Linked DNA regions of Sus scrofa: region 2 is linked to region 1. A link is a contact called in public HiChIP or PLAC-seq data. All regions are on one chromosome and are shown on one strand. The core of a region is the stretch at or near the end of the contact, and the rest is flanking DNA. Distances in the headings are between cores, read along the strand shown.

Evidence for each region. HiChIP or PLAC-seq counts read pairs in DNA pulled down with a chosen protein or histone mark.
Region 2: a contact with region 1 is called in an H3K27ac HiChIP or PLAC-seq map of alveolar macrophages. The contact joins the promoter of MAPK3 here to the promoter of MAZ in region 1. A contact is called at or near these places in 2 of 47 Hi-C or Micro-C datasets (heart right ventricle and liver) and 1 of 2 datasets of contacts at active chromatin or transcription factors (alveolar macrophages).

What each region holds. Positions count from the first base shown.
Region 1 is chr3:18,041,426-18,044,406 of Sscrofa11.1, forward strand. MAZ (myc-associated zinc finger protein) reads left to right here and starts at 1,607. Exons shown (of 7, transcript XM_003354553.4): 1 at 1,607-1,649; 2 at 1,652-1,812; 3 at 1,886-2,742. The coding sequence starts at 1,622. KIF22 (kinesin family member 22) reads left to right here. Exons shown (of 14, transcript NM_001243019.1): 13 at 20-79; 14 at 168-307. The coding sequence ends at 215.
Region 2 is chr3:18,297,886-18,300,866 of Sscrofa11.1, forward strand. MAPK3 (mitogen-activated protein kinase 3) reads right to left here and starts at 1,525. Exons shown (of 9, transcript XM_021088019.1): 1 at 1,332-1,525; 2 at 109-291. The coding sequence starts at 1,504.

The DNA.
Region 1 (2,981 bases), core at 357-2,856:
ATCACGGCTGTCCTGCCAGGTGGAGGACCTGGAACGCGTGGAGGGCATCTCCAGCAAACAGATGGAGTCGTTCCTGAAGGTGAGCTCACGGCTGAGCCCTTCCTCCCCTGGCCTGTGCCCGTCTCGGCCCTGACGCTGCTGCTCTCCCCTCCCCTCCTGTGTTGCAGGCGAACATCCTGGGTCTCGCCGCGGGCCAGCGCTGCGGCCCCTCCTGACTGCCAGCTCCCCTCTTCACTTTGCTTTTTTTTTTTTTTTTTTAAATCCTTGTGTAACCCACTTTCGTGTAAATACAGTTGTCATTCCTTTGCTTCAGCCTGATTCTTGGGGCTGCGGGGGTGGGGCCCGGGTATCACTGCCTTTGGGCCGGGCCACAGGCGCCGCGGGCTAACTTCTTTGGGCGCCATCTTTGGGAAAACACGAAGCAGCGCAGGATTGTAAATAAACCGCTGGAGAGAGGAGGCAGAAAGGACGGTGGCCGAGAGGAAACAAAAAGCTCCCGCGAAAACCCGAGGACGACGACCGTTAGGCGGGCGCGCGCTTAGCGATTGACCCCGCCCCGTTCGTACCCCTGGCGCGCGCTCCCCTATTCTCCCGCTCGGCAACGACGGCGAGTTTGCGCGCGTGCGCGCGAAATAACGGCCGCTGGCGGAGGGAGAAGGGGGGTGGAATCTTTGAGGGGGGGAAGAGAAGCCGCCCCGTCTCCCGCGCGCCCACCACCTGCGCCATCGTCAGCCAATCAGCGGCCGTCTCAGGGGTCTCGCGCTTGGGGCGACTCCGGCTGCCGGGTGGCTCCCCCGTCCCTCCTCCCGCCAGAGTCCCTCTCGTACCTTCCCCCTCCCGCTGGCCTCGCGCGCGCTCGCGCTCGCGCCCGCTCCAGCCTCTTGTGTGTCCTCGCGCCCCCCGCCCGCCCTCCCCGCGCGCAGTGTGCTCCGCTCCCCCACCCTCCTCCTCCTCCCCCCTCCCGCCCGCCCCGCGCGCCTCCTCCCCGGGTTCCCCCTCCCCCACCGCCGCCTCCTCCTCCTCCCGCCCCAGGGTGAGCGCGAGCCACCTCCCTCCCTCCCTCCGCCATGGATCCCGGCAACTGGAGCAGCTTCATCTTCCAGGTAACAACCCCCTCCCCCCGCCCCCACCCCCCTTCCCACACCCCTCCCGCCCGCCCTCCCTCCCGTCCCACCCCCCCCTCCGCGCGCCCGGTGCGCGCGCAGCTGTCCCCCTCCCTCCCTCGCGCCCTCCCCCGCCCTCCCCGAGGCGCCGGCTGGGCGCGCGCGCGGCGGGGCCGAGGCTGCTCCCTCGCTCCCCCCACCCCGCCCCGCCAGGCTCCAACCGCCGCCGCCGCCGCCGCCGCCCGGGCCCCCGCCCCCGGCCCCCGGCCCCGCGGGGCCTCCCGCCCCCACCCAGGGGGCGTCGCCGCCGCCGTCGCCGCCGCGTTCCGCGGCCCGCCAGGCGCCCTCCTTCCCTCCCTCCCGCCGGCCGGGGTGCGCGGGCGGCGGGGCGGCCCGCGGGCCATGCGTTCGGCGCGGCCCAGCCCGGCCGGCCGGGGGCGGCGCCCCGAGCCCGGGCCCCGCGCGGCCCGCGCCCCCGGCCCCCGCTGAGCCCCGGGGGCCCCGCCGTGGCCGAGGCCATGTTCCCCGTGTTCCCTTGCACGCTGCTGGCCCCCCCTTCCCCGTGCTGGGCCTGGACTCCCGGGGGGTGGGCGGCCTCATGAACTCCTTCCCGCCACCTCAGGGTCACGCCCAGAACCCCCTGCAGGTCGGGGCTGAGCTCCAGTCCCGCTTCTTTGCCTCCCAGGGCTGCGCCCAGAGTCCATTCCAGGTGAGTAGGGGCCGGCCGGGCCGGGAGGGCGCCGACTCGCGGCCGCGGCCCACACGGCGCCTTGTCTTCGCAGGCCGCGCCGGCGCCCCCACCCACGCCCCAGGCCCCGGCGGCCGAGCCCCTCCAGGTGGACTTGCTCCCGGTTCTCGCCGCCGCCCAGGAGTCCGCCGCGGCCGCGGCCGCCGCTGCTGCCGCCGCCGCCGCCGCCGCCGTTGCTGCTGCGCCCCCGGCCCCGGCCGCCGCCTCCACTGTGGACACAGCGGCTCTGAAGCAGCCCCCGGCGCCCCCTCCGCCGCCCCCGCCAGTGTCGGCGCCCGCCGCGGAGGCCGCGCCCCCTGTCTCTGCCGCCACCATCGCCGCAGCCGCGGCCACCGCCGTCGTAGCCCCAACCTCGACGGTCGCCGTGGCCCCGGTTGCATCTGCCTTGGAGAAGAAGACAAAGAGCAAGGGGCCCTACATCTGTGCTCTGTGCGCTAAGGAGTTCAAGAACGGCTACAACCTCCGGAGGCACGAGGCCATCCACACGGGAGCCAAAGCCGGCCGGGTCCCCTCGGGTGCTATGAAGATGCCCACCATGGTGCCCCTGAGCCTCCTGAGCGTGCCCCAGTTGAGCGGGGCAGGCGGGGGAGGGGGAGAAGCTGGTGCCGGCGGCGGAGCGGCCGCAGTGGCCGCCGGCGGCGTGGTCACCACGACCGCCTCGGGAAAGCGCATCCGGAAGAACCACGCCTGCGAGATGTGCGGCAAGGCCTTCCGCGACGTCTACCACCTGAACCGACACAAGCTGTCGCACTCGGACGAGAAGCCCTACCAGTGCCCGGTGTGCCAGCAGCGCTTCAAGCGCAAGGACCGCATGAGCTACCACGTGCGCTCACATGACGGCGCTGTGCACAAGCCCTACAACTGCTCCCACTGTGGCAAGAGCTTCTCCCGGTGTGCACAGGGCCTCGGCCGCCCACTGGGCGGGCGGGTGGGGAGGGAGGGCCGGCCTGCGATGGAGGTGGCCTGGCCTTGGCTGGTTGGGAGGGAGGGTGGCTTCCGAGGAGGAGGACAGGGAGCCACTCCCTGGGAGGAGGGAGAAAAGCCTCTCCTGGTTACCAGGGAGCAGGGGGTGGTACTTAGCAGAGGAGGTGGGTCCTTGGGTTGTAGGAGAGCTTCGCGTGGGAGGAGGA
Region 2 (2,981 bases), core at 275-2,774, 260 kb after region 1:
TTGTCTGGAAGGGTGGTAGGGAAGAAGGAAACAGAAAGCAAGCCAACATTCTCCCAGCCCAGCTCTGAAGCTGTGCCCGGCCAGCCGTCTGGCCAAGGTGAAGGATACACATCCCTCATGGCTTCCAGGGTGGGTGCCCGCAGAATGTCTCGGATGCCAATGACGTTCTCGTGGCGGAAGCGTAGCAAGATCTGGATCTCTCGCAAGGTCCGCTGGCAGTAGGTCTGATGCTCAAAAGGGCTGATTTTCTTGATGGCCACTCGAGTCTTGCGCACATGGTCGTAAGCTGAGCTGAGAGGGCCGGAGAGATGTTGGTGGTGTGGCCTTACCAAGCGGGGGGAGTCCAGGCCCGGCGGCGGGCCCCACCCAGGCCTTGGCAGGGAGGGGAGGGAGCAGGAGAGACTGGCCAGAGCCAGTCATAAACAATGCTGGTTCCTTCCTGCTGTGAAGGCCTGGGATCTCCAGGGAGAAAGCTGGGGACCAGCCAGGCAGCCCTTCAGTGACTTCACAAACAGAGGAAGGGACTGACCGATCGCTGACTTCCCTTCTCCTCAACCCTTTCCATTCTAGTGGCCCTCACCCCTCATCCTCCCCTTCCCCGGATGGGCTCCCTCTACCCAAGACAGGGCCAGGGGCGGGAGGTGTGAGGGACATACAGGGAGGCGAATCCAGGAAGAAGGAGGGATGGGAGAGAAGGGATGCAGCAGGGGCGGGTGTCAGGGGGAGGTTCCCGGGCAGCAGAGCTAATCCCTGATGAACAAAGGCCCAGGGCCCCCAGTGGGGCTGGGAGAACTCACAGAGCCCTCCTGAAAGTTGCAAGAAGGCACTCCGGGACCCCCTCATTGCTCACTGGGTCCCTGGCCCCAGGCCCAAAGCCCTGCCCCACCCTGTCCAGCCCTGAGCTCTGCTCTTCTCTCCCAAACTCCTAGATTCGACTCCCGGGGGGCAGATCCCAGGCGCCCTTTCCCTGGGAAGGGTCCTTCCTGCCGTTTTCACCAAGGATATGACCTCCCCCAGAAGACTTATTCTCTTCTCTTCGCCCTGTGGCTATAGACTGCCCAAGGTCCCCACAGCTCCCCCACCTAGAGGCCCTTCCCTTCATTAGAGAAGGTTCCCCTCAAAACCCCCCAAGCCCCCCTCTTCTTAGATCGTAGGCAGCGCCCCCTCCCCCAGAAAGCACTCCAAGGCCCTCTCCCTGGGGCGCTCTCCAGCCTCCCGAAGCCCCTGCGGCTTCACGATGCTCAGAGACCCCAAGGCCTTAGAGAGCTCTCAGCACCCCTCCCTGGGATCGCCCTCCTCTAAGACGCCCCCTCCCCTGGAACGCCCCTCACCTGACCATGCCGTACGCGCCCTCGCCGATGTATTGCAGCTGCGTGTAGCGCGGGCCCACGTCGAACGGCTGCCCCTTTACTATCTCCACTTCCCCCGGGACCCCAGGGCCGACCCCATCGGCTCCCCGGGGCTCCCCGCCCCCGCCCCCCTGAGCCGCCGCCGCCGCCGCCATCTCCACTCCTCCCCTCCCGCCCGCCCGCCTCCCCCCCCGGCGGCCCCGCCCCTTCCCGCCCGCCCTGTCACCCGCGGAGCCGCGCGCGCGCCAGACCCCGCCCCCGCCCGCCCCCGCGCCCGTCACGTGACCCCCACCCCCCCGCAGCGGCGCCCAGCTTTCTGGGCACGGATGCCATGGTCCCTGGCACTTGTGGGCTCCGTCTACTCGGTCAATCTAGAAGCTCCCCAGGGCCGTCTGAGACGGTCCAGAACCCCACTCCCCCCCTCCAATGCAGAACAGCCAGTAGGGCCGCCCCAGTGACCTCACCCAGAGCCACCAAACAAGGGCTGGGATGAGGGGCCAAGACTGGGCCGCCTGGTCCCCGCTGCTTTTGCCAGCCCCACTCAGCCCGGCTGAGTGGTCCGGCTCCAGATGGAACCTTAGGGGACCCTCACCAGCCCTCTGGCGTTTGGCCTCCCTGAGCCCGGCCCGATGCTAAGTGATCCCATGCATATTTCACAAAAGCGGTGGGAGATGGCTTTCTCCTAGAGGTAGCCTGCCTTTCACAAATGAGGAAACTGAAGGCTGAGCAGCGCAAGGTCCTTTGGAATCGCGCAGACAACTTGAGATCTGGAAAGCCCAGGTGTCCGGACTCCCAGCCTAATGGCTTTTGACTGGAGGCCTGCCAGAGTGGGCTAGGGACCTGGCCTCAGCACCCAGGCGGTACTGGTATCCCCAGGATCATATCATTGATGATCCCATGCTTCCTTTACAGGGAAAGGGGGGGAGAGTCCAGAGAGCTGCATGCAAGGTTGACACGATCAGGCTTTGCCCAAATATAGCAAGACGGGTAACTTTTTTTCTGTCATTGGATTTGGCAAAAATTGGAATCCTGTTAAGATCATCATATTTTGATTCTGTATGAGACTTGAACATATACTTAATACTTGGCCCACTCTAGTCGCTTCATTAGAACAATCCCACAATATAAACGTCAACTGCTTTTCTTTCTTTTTTTTCTTTTTGCTTTTCAGGGCCACACCCACGGCATATAGAGGTTCCCAGGCTAGGGGTCCAATTGGAGCTACAGCTGCCGGCCTACACCACAGCCACAGACACGCCAGATCTGAGCCGTGTCTGTGACCTACACCACAGCTCAGGGCAACACTGGATCCTTAACCCACTGAGCAAGGCCAGGGATCGAACCCACAACCTCATGGCTCTGGTCAGATTTGTTAACCACTGTGACACGACGGGAACTTCTCATCTGCCTTTCTTAACTGGGTAGGCAGGGGCCATGTCTTTCTTGTTCATGGCTGAATCCTCGACCCTCAGACACTCAAAAAAAAAAAAATTAATGGATGAATCAAGTTTTACAGAACAGGAAATCTGGAGTTGGGGAGCTGAGACTCAACATGGTGTCTTCTGACAGAGAAGCAGAGGCTCTTTTTAATTCCATTCTGTTTCCCAGAATCAGAGTCTGCTAAAAAACTGG